Regions from separate parts of the Mus musculus genome. Here regions 1 and 2 are each linked to region 3. A link is a contact called in public HiChIP or PLAC-seq data. All regions are on one chromosome and are shown on one strand. Each heading gives the region's core, a stretch centred on a gene start, on an enhancer-like site or on the middle of the called end of the contact. The rest is flanking DNA. Distances are from core to core; before and after follow the strand shown.

The links. HiChIP or PLAC-seq counts read pairs in DNA pulled down with a chosen protein or histone mark.
Region 1: a contact with region 3 is called in an H3K27ac HiChIP or PLAC-seq map of oligodendrocyte precursor cells, with 4 times the contacts expected there. The contact joins two enhancer-like sites. A contact is called at or near these places in 9 of 115 datasets of contacts at active chromatin or transcription factors (astrocytes, embryonic stem cells, neural progenitor cells and 3 more) and 1 of 9 other capture datasets (embryonic stem cells).
Region 2: an H3K27ac HiChIP or PLAC-seq map of embryonic stem cells shows a contact between it and region 3, with 2.6 times the contacts expected there. The contact joins two enhancer-like sites. A contact is called at or near these places in 1 of 15 datasets of contacts at CTCF or cohesin (the NIH/3T3 cell line), 1 of 484 Hi-C or Micro-C datasets (nephron progenitors), 6 of 115 datasets of contacts at active chromatin or transcription factors (embryonic stem cells, pancreatic cancer cells and stem cell-derived neural progenitor cells) and 1 of 9 other capture datasets (embryonic stem cells).

What each region holds. Positions count from the first base shown.
Region 1 is chr1:89,135,791-89,138,490 of GRCm38.p6, reverse strand. It overlaps Sh3bp4 (SH3-domain binding protein 4), which reads right to left. Exons shown (of 6, transcript NM_133816.3): 3 at 688-932. The coding sequence starts at 805. Among named protein-coding and RNA genes, the nearest start is that of Gm34331, 34 kb to the right of the region's middle. Within about 2 kb of position 1,255, at least 24 of the 459 cell types and tissues checked have an H3K27ac peak or open chromatin away from gene starts, as enhancers often do. A contact at or near this core is called in neural progenitor cells and oligodendrocyte precursor cells, where this site is marked.
Region 2 is chr1:89,108,584-89,111,283 of GRCm38.p6, reverse strand. The region is part of intron 2 of Sh3bp4 (SH3-domain binding protein 4); the gene reads right to left. Among named protein-coding and RNA genes, the nearest start is that of Gm34331, 6.4 kb to the right of the region's middle. Within about 2 kb of position 1,348, at least 143 of the 459 cell types and tissues checked have an H3K27ac peak or open chromatin away from gene starts, as enhancers often do. A contact at or near this core is called in embryonic stem cells, where this site is marked.
Region 3 is chr1:88,922,918-88,925,617 of GRCm38.p6, reverse strand. No RefSeq gene overlaps it. Among named protein-coding and RNA genes, the nearest start is that of 1700067G17Rik, 92 kb to the left of the region's middle. Within about 2 kb of position 1,262, at least 74 of the 459 cell types and tissues checked have an H3K27ac peak or open chromatin away from gene starts, as enhancers often do. A contact at or near this core is called in embryonic stem cells, neural progenitor cells and oligodendrocyte precursor cells, where this site is marked.

The sequences.
Region 1 (2,700 bases), core at 6-2,505, 210 kb before region 3:
TCTGAGTTTGCCAAGGGAGAAGGAACAGAGATAAAGTTCTGAGTGTTCAGTGTGAGAAGAAGACAAGGAGTGACTTCAGAGTGAGCAGTCAATGTTATCTGGCCCTCTTCAAGGAGGACGTGTGTGTGTGTGTGTGTGTGTGTGTGTGTGTGTGTGATCAGTAATAAACTGCTGATGCTGTAGGAAGGCTAAACACTGTAACAAGGGACCAGGATGCTACCAATACATCCCAAGGAACAAGCCACTATGTGGTGCAGCAAGGTCAAAGTAGACTTTTGGGAATCAAATGACACCTCGGGTGGGATCCAAGCATGTAGCTGAGAGGTTTGCCCAACAGCCCAATTCTGAAAGCCAGCCAGCCAGACTGCTACACTCCATAATAAGTTCCAGGTTCAGGAGGATCCTGCCTCAAACACCAAGGCCGGTGGCATCTGTGTGACATCTGGCCTCCAAGTGAACTTGCATCCACGTGTGCCCCAACCCATGTGCATTTCTGCACACATAAGTTAGTAAGAGCATGCGTGCACACACAATCTCCCTACACATCCAGAGATAAATGGCACTGTTTTCAGGGAGGAATGAATAGCAGAAAGGTTAGAGAGCTGATGGTAAAACTGGCTGCCTGTAAATCCACGAGCCATCAATATCCCCATGTCCCCCTCAGGCAGGGGTTGGCTAGGAACTTACCTTTGACATCATTAAAGCTTGTCTCTGAGAAGCCCTCGCTCAGGTCTATCAGAGTCCCCTCCGACTTGCACCGAGGGAGGCCACTGGCGTTGGCTGCCCGGATACGCTGGGCTGCCATGGTGAGCCTCTTGGGTGGGTGAGGTACTATGGTCTCATGTCTCCTCCCCTAGTTCCAGCAGGGACAGCAGCTGCTGTCTCATAAAGTCACGCTGCACGGCAGGGTCAACTTGGCAGTGTGCTTCTTCCTGAAGGGAGAGGAGAAATAATTTCCTCTGAACAAGTGAAGCATGGCTTCGAGGGTAATCTTATGGGAGGAGGGAGTCCTGTTTCTTCCAGACCATTCCAGTGAAGAGAGAGACCCAATTCATTGCTCTGGCCCAGGAGCAGAAGTGGCAAGCTGCACAGACCCTGTGCCCAGTGGGCACGTAGAGATGCTCTTCCTAGGGCACAATGGGGTCTGTGAAATGTGTCCCAGCACCTGGATGGCCATTCAGTGCAGTCAAAGAGGGCAGCCTCAGACCGTGCAGTACATTGGCACTTCCAGGACTCAGGAAGAAAACAGCCCCTGTCTGTCCAGAGTGGCGGGTCCTGTTGGAGGAGTGGCCGTGGGAGGCTTGGCACAAGGAACAGAGAGCCAGTAACACCATTTGCTCTTGAAGCCTTGCCATGGTGGCTTGGGGGTGGGGGTAGGGGTGGGAGGCTGCTCCCTGCCTATGTGTACCCCTAGTCCCCACTAGAACTGAACAGACATCATACGCACAGTCCTTGGGGGCTACCAGGTTTATGACGTGCAGCTAATGAATACATGTGAAATTGGGCACACTATCAAACTGCTATTCCTAGGCTGCTGGTGGACATAATTATGAGTACGGTTGGTTCTTAGTAGGATGAGGTAGACCAGGCTTAAAATTTGTGGCGGGGTCTTTCGTTGGCTTGGAGCAGACCCTAAACCAGGACTGACGACGGGCAAGAAATAGCAATAAGAGCTGATTTCAATGCGTGAAATTTGCAGCTTCTCTACCAGAAACCAATGCATACCGCCTCAGCCCCAAACAATGGGGCGCTCAACACTCCACCTAGAACATGGCTGAAAATGGGGCCTCTGACGCAGGTGTGGCACCCTCACACAGCTCTCTATGACAAAGTAAGCTCACCAGCCCCAGGCACTACATCCCCAGCTCAAAGGACCCATGTACAGAATGTGCAGGCTCAGCACCCACCTCCTGCTGCTGCTAACAATACAAATCCTGAATCCTATCCAGCCCATTAACTACACTTGCTGTATTTCTTAAGAAATACACACGATGGAATGATACACAACGTGAGGCAAGGTCTCAATGAATACCAATTACTACTACCAAGCATCAGAGGCCAGTCTTGGCTCCAGGGACCAGTGGGCAGAGATCCAAGAAAGGCTTCCGACTTCCCGCCCACCTTAAGATTCCAGAAGATCACAGCTTGCAAGCTCTCTATGCCAGAGACTCCGTGCCATTTACGGACACTGGGGAACTCATGACAGAGGAAAGAGGTTGGAGAGTGGGAGGGGGGGGGGGAAAGTCACTTCAGGAATGGGCTGGAGCCCATACACAGCCTGGGCTTGCCAACTTTCCAGCCGCACAAGTGTCCCCTGCGATTCTGAAGGCCGGGGTGTCTAAGGAGAGGCAGTAGACTGTGCTGCCAATACAGAAGGGAAGGTCAGGAGATGCCTACTGGCTGTGACAGCTGATGGCAGGCTTGTCCTGAGGACACTGGTGAAGCTCAGAGCTGCTCTGAGAACCCGTGAGTAAGGAGTATGTTTTGGTTCTTCATCTGCTCTAAGGACACTGGTGTTTACTACCTGTGCTTGCTTTCCTCTTGTGTCTAACAAGTCCTTCCATCAGAAATGAGCTGGTCATCTCTGCCATCCCAGTCCAGGCCACAAGACTGATTTTCTGGAGGGTTAAAGAACCCGAGTCCGAATGGCACAAAGAAGGGGCACTAATGACAAGCTTCAAGGCAACCTCCTGACTTTAG
Region 2 (2,700 bases), core at 99-2,598, 190 kb before region 3:
CAGCCCAACAGCTGCCCCCCCCCCCAGCCTCAAGTATGATTAGAATGTCTTCCCTGTCCCCAGGGCACACCTGCTTGAAAAGGCTGTCACATGGGCGGCCTCTTATAAACAGTAAGTAGGCTTAGGTTCCTTTCCTGTCTCCCCCCACCCCAGTCCCCCACTCCACCCCCACTGATCTTGCCCACCTTCAGCTGAAGTCCTTTACTGACTGAAGATGCACAGATTTTGTGGCTGTCTCAAGGCAGAGGTTTTGGAAGACACCAAGAACAACCTCCCGTAGCCACTGCTGGCCTCAGGCCTCCTTGATCACCTGCCAGAAACTGTGAGGTCACACCTGACCCCCAGAGAGGCCCACAGGCACCCAAGGGAGAGACTTGGCACTTGAATGTCAGATGGAGATGGTCTGAGCCGGCTGAGGGTTTCATGCTGGCCGGGCTATGGGCATTAATTACTTTGACTCTGTCTGGGAGCCACTATCTCCTGCTCTATGTCCTGATCCTAACCCACAGCTCAAGAGTGAGCCCATGACTTTGTCCCATAATGCCACACCTCCTAAGGGTCCTATCACCCCTCAGTGGTACCCCAGGCTGATAGTCAAGCCTTCAACACATGGGGCTCTAAGGGGCATTCAAGATACAAGGTACATAACACAAGCTCAAAATTTGTTAGTGACTCTCCACGATGCATAAACTGGTTTTCTAAAGAAAAAGTCGATAGGCAAGCCACCATACATTGATAGAACCCTCCTTTTAGACCATTTAATTTCTTAATTGTATATTTGACATTTAAAGACATTTACCATCCCAATATTAACTTCACCTGTTAATTTCTACTCTGTGGCTCCTTGTGGTTCTCCAAACAGGTCCGTGATGGGATCAGGGATGTGGCACATGCCCAATGACTCCTGTGGCCTCCCAGGTACAGACTAAGAAGTGAGTTAAGGTACCCTGGAGGGCACACAAACCCGGTGGAATTCTAGGCCTGGGCTTTTCTATTTCACACTAACCCCCTGAGCTAAGCCGGAATGAGGCCCTCTCAGAGGCCTATTTTCTCATCTGTAAAATGGGCAGGGAACACAGAGAGCCCTGGGGCCTAAGAAAATTCAAAAGGAGCAGGTGATCATCAAAGCTGCAGGGGACTCTGAGCCACACGCTGGTGTGGAGCTGGTGTGGACCGTAGAGGGGGATGACGTAGTGGGAGAGGACAGGACACACCGGACAGACAGAGAGCTCAGGCTCTCCATGACCTCAGGCTCCCTGCTTGTTCTTACCTGCTGGGCTGAGCTCTGAACTGTCTCAGGTTAGAGAGCACGAGTTAGACAGACTCCCTGGTAGACAGACTAGAGGGAGGGGGAGCGCATGGCTAGGTAATAAAGGTGTCGAATTTCAAGAGGAGGGTTCCTCACCTCCCCACTCCAGACTTGAGACAAAAGCCTGGTAGCCTAAAATAAAAGTCCTGGAGGCTTTGGTCTCCCTTCCCTGCTGAAGGTCCACCTCAGCAAATTCAAGGCTAGGTCAGGACAGGTCACATAACAGTTGTGGGCCCACCAACATTCATCATACCTGTCTTCAAACTAACTAACCCTAAATTAGGGGAGAGAAAACTTCAGACAGACAGACAGACAGACAGACACACACACACACACACACACACACACACACACACACACACACACACACAGCCCTAAAGAGACTGATATCCCTTTGCAGGCATAAAGACATGCGGCTTTACAGACAGAGGGCCTTTTCTCTGTGTGCCTGCTGCATGCCTGTGTTTCTAACCTCATAAAACCCTTCCTTCAACTGCTGACTCTCCCTGCTCCTGTTTGCAGTGTTTCTACAATTTCTACAATGTTACCTGTGGTGCTTAAGACTTTTCCCGCCTTTTAACGAACCTATCAAGCAAGACCCCTATCTATCTATCACAGGTACACGGGCTGGTCACACTGGCCTCAAAGATGACTTGAACACTGCCCCCATCACTTTGAGCAGCAATATGCATGGTCATAGGGCAAAAGATTTTCAACTGGAACCAACTGGGGTCAGGAGCAGGCTAAGCTTTTGCACCTTATATAGCAGGTGTTCTAAGTAAACAACAGAAATGGCAGCGCAGCACTTTGGGCATCGAAACGCTGGGCAGCTCTCTATCACAATGACCTCTGAGCCAATCAGGCTATGAATATAAACACTGAGAACATGGGACAGTTGTTTTCCTGGGACAAAAATCACAGGAACTGACCACTATGTATCACAGCCACCAAGTGTTGGGCTTTCTGAGTGCTGTGATGACTGACGGGGAGTCCCTGAACTGCACCCAAAGATATATCATCTCGGGGTAAGCACCCTTTGCCTACCTCAGCACACTGGGTTCTCAGGTAGGAGACACCAAGGCCCACTGGCTCGCCTGAGATGACAGAGTCACCCCAGGGCACCTCCTATTTCCTCTTCCCTAACATCTCGCTGGCCCTGTGCATCTGGCAGAGCGCCAGAAAAAGCAAACCACACAAATACCACCCAGGAAAGTGCTGGGGCCAAAGAGCAGTCGCACCCTTTAGTCTCCTCCAACACAGATCAGAATAGGGCCTGCTCAACCAGCCTCGACCCGAATAACCAAGAGCAGTAAGGCTGAAGAGGGAGAGCAGAAGCAGCCCCCTGCCCCATTTCCTGTTGCACAACCCTCTGGAAACCACTGTGTTCACCC
Region 3 (2,700 bases), core at 13-2,512:
ATCTGTCTCCTGATCCTTCTGAGGCTGGCTCCTTCCTGTGGTTTAGATCTCAGCATAAATGGCACCTCTTCAGGGGGCCGCTTTGACCATCAGATCAAAGCTAGACATCCTAGGGCCCCCCTGTGGCACTGCCACCCTCTTGCACTTCTCCAGATGGTCTTTCTTGGGGTCTGACATTTTTCTCTTCCTTTATTTGTTTGGTTTCTGTCTTCCTGCCCCAGGTCTCTAGGGAACATCAATTCCAGGTGAGCTGGGACTTGTCTATCTCTTTCAATGTGAAGTCTCCACATAGAGAAGTTCTGGGCATGCAGTTGGCACCAGGTCCATCCTAGTCAAATGAATAAATAAATAATTAGCATCTTGTGCCCCACCCCTGTAATTCTTGAAGTGAGTGTATACACATGTATGTATGTATACATGTGTGTGTGTTTGTGTGTGTGTGAGAGAGAGAGAGAGAGAGAGAGAGAGAGAGAGAGAGAGAACACACGCTTTTGCTTTTGCAGAGGACAGTGTAGCTGGCAGAGTCTTTCGAGGCAAGGCTCTTCACCCATGGAAAGACAGGCATTTTGATTGCTGGAGGGTCGGATAAGTCTTTGTTGAGGGTGGGTCTTGAGTTGTGTGTGCAGAGTGCTGACAGCATCCTTAATTTAAGCTCTACCCATTGGGTTCTAGTAATAGCTCCTCCTCCCTCAACATAATGAGCCAATGCTGGTGGCAAAAACTACACATATTCATATCTATCCCCTCCACAGGCTCACCCAGGCCTCCCCTTCCATGGCTTACAAAGAACTTCCAAAGTGAGACTTCTATCTACCAGCCAGGGAAGAGCAGAGGTTAGGGAGGCAAAGAGCACCTAAACAAACAAACAAACAAACAAACAAACCACTTTGGGAAGTTGGTGGCCTTTGGAAGAGAACCCAAGGCTGGCTGTGTGAAAAGCCAGGTTGGACCTGGACTCCAGCACCCTTGTTCAAGGGCTTGACTTTTTAACTATGGGGGTGGGGGGTGGGGTGGGGTCGTAAAGCTTCCCAGGGCAGATGGATGGCTTGGCGGGTGACCCCAGCTGGCTCCCTGTCCCCTCCTTCCCAGTTGGAGATCCCTTCAGAGCAGAGAATTCTGGACTGAGACCAGCCTGGTGTGGACAGGGAGGGGCATGGTGTTTGGGCACTTGGCAGCCTCCACAGCCCTCTATGCAGATCCAATTAACACATTCCCCCTATTTCCCCAGCCTTTGTCTCACTAATGTTCTGTTTTCCACAAAGCCAGGCTGTGCCCTGAGCAGCTGCAACTGGCTGAGGAGTGGCTGGGGGAGGGCTGAGGGTAGGGTGGGAGGGTGGAAGGAGCCTGTGGGAAGGCAAGCAGCTGCGTGGTCTCTAGGCACATCAGCTCCTTTATCAGCCCACAGCCAGTATGTATTTGGGGTGGGTCTCTCATGGGCCCCACGCCCACACATATCCTTTTGGCTGACCTCATCTTTCCTTCTAGATTTTTCTTGGGGTGGGGGACATCAGAAGGGAGGGAAAGAGAATAATAGCAAACACAGGAGAAATTACCCGGTCCTCATGAGAGACACTTTCAGACAGTCACACCCAAGTCCTCTGAGGCCTGAGATATTTATGTCCAGTTAAAGGTCTTAGGGATTATGTATTCCTGATTTAGGGGTGCCTGTGAGAACAGAGATTTGGGGTAGGGAGGACAAAAGGAGGCTTCCTTCTAGCTTCGCTCGCCTTGAAAATATTAAAGTCACGATCTATCTAATTGATTAACTAAACAGGGAGGAGCTAAACAACAGCTCTGAGACAATCTGAAAGACATCACTCAGGATGTCTTCGTGGTAGCTGTGCTCTGTAGGGTAGGTGCTATGGGGAACTGTCTCGGCTAGAGGAGGATGGTCCTGTTGTGCACATGAGGTCCTTATATAGGGGAGCCTCTTCTAGGGCAAATTTTCTTCATAGGAATGAAGGTCAAGGAAATGTATTTGCAATGCACCAGAATAGAGGGACAGAGGTTTATGGAATCCTGAATAAAGAGTTCTATAAGAGCTGGTTTTGTGTGTCAACTTGACAACAAGATGGAGTTTCACAGAGAAAGGAGCCTCCCTTGAGGAAATGCCTCCATGAGATCCAGCTGTAAGGCATTTTCTCAATTAGTGTCAAGGGTGGGAGGACCCATTGTGCATGGTGCCATCCCTGGGCTTGTAGTCCTGAATTCTTTAAGAAAGCAAGCTGAGCAAGCCAGGGAAAGCAAGCCAGTAAGTAACACCCCACCATGGCCTCTGCATCCAAGTTCCTGCCCTGTGTGAGTTCCAGGCCTGACTCCCTTTGGTGATGAGCAGCAATGTGGAAGTGTAAGCCCTTTTCCTTCCCAACTTGCTTCTTGGTCATGATGTTTTGTGCAGGAATAGAAACCCTGACTAAGACAGGACCAAAGCAGGGATAGGGCATCTCAGCGAGTACGGCTGCTTGCAGGCTCTGCTGTCCCTGCCTGGGTCTCTCTGCTCCCAATGCAGAAAGACCTTGCCATTGGGAAGCCCAGTCTGAAGTTCATTGCCTCCAACTTACAATCTCCAGTGACAGAACTATTGTTCAGGTATTAATTCTGAGGAGGACTCTTTTGAGGCTCTGCCAGCCTATTGGCCTAGCCCTGAGATAGACTGTGTAGTTGGTAAGACTGACACTCATGCCTTCTCTATTCCCATCT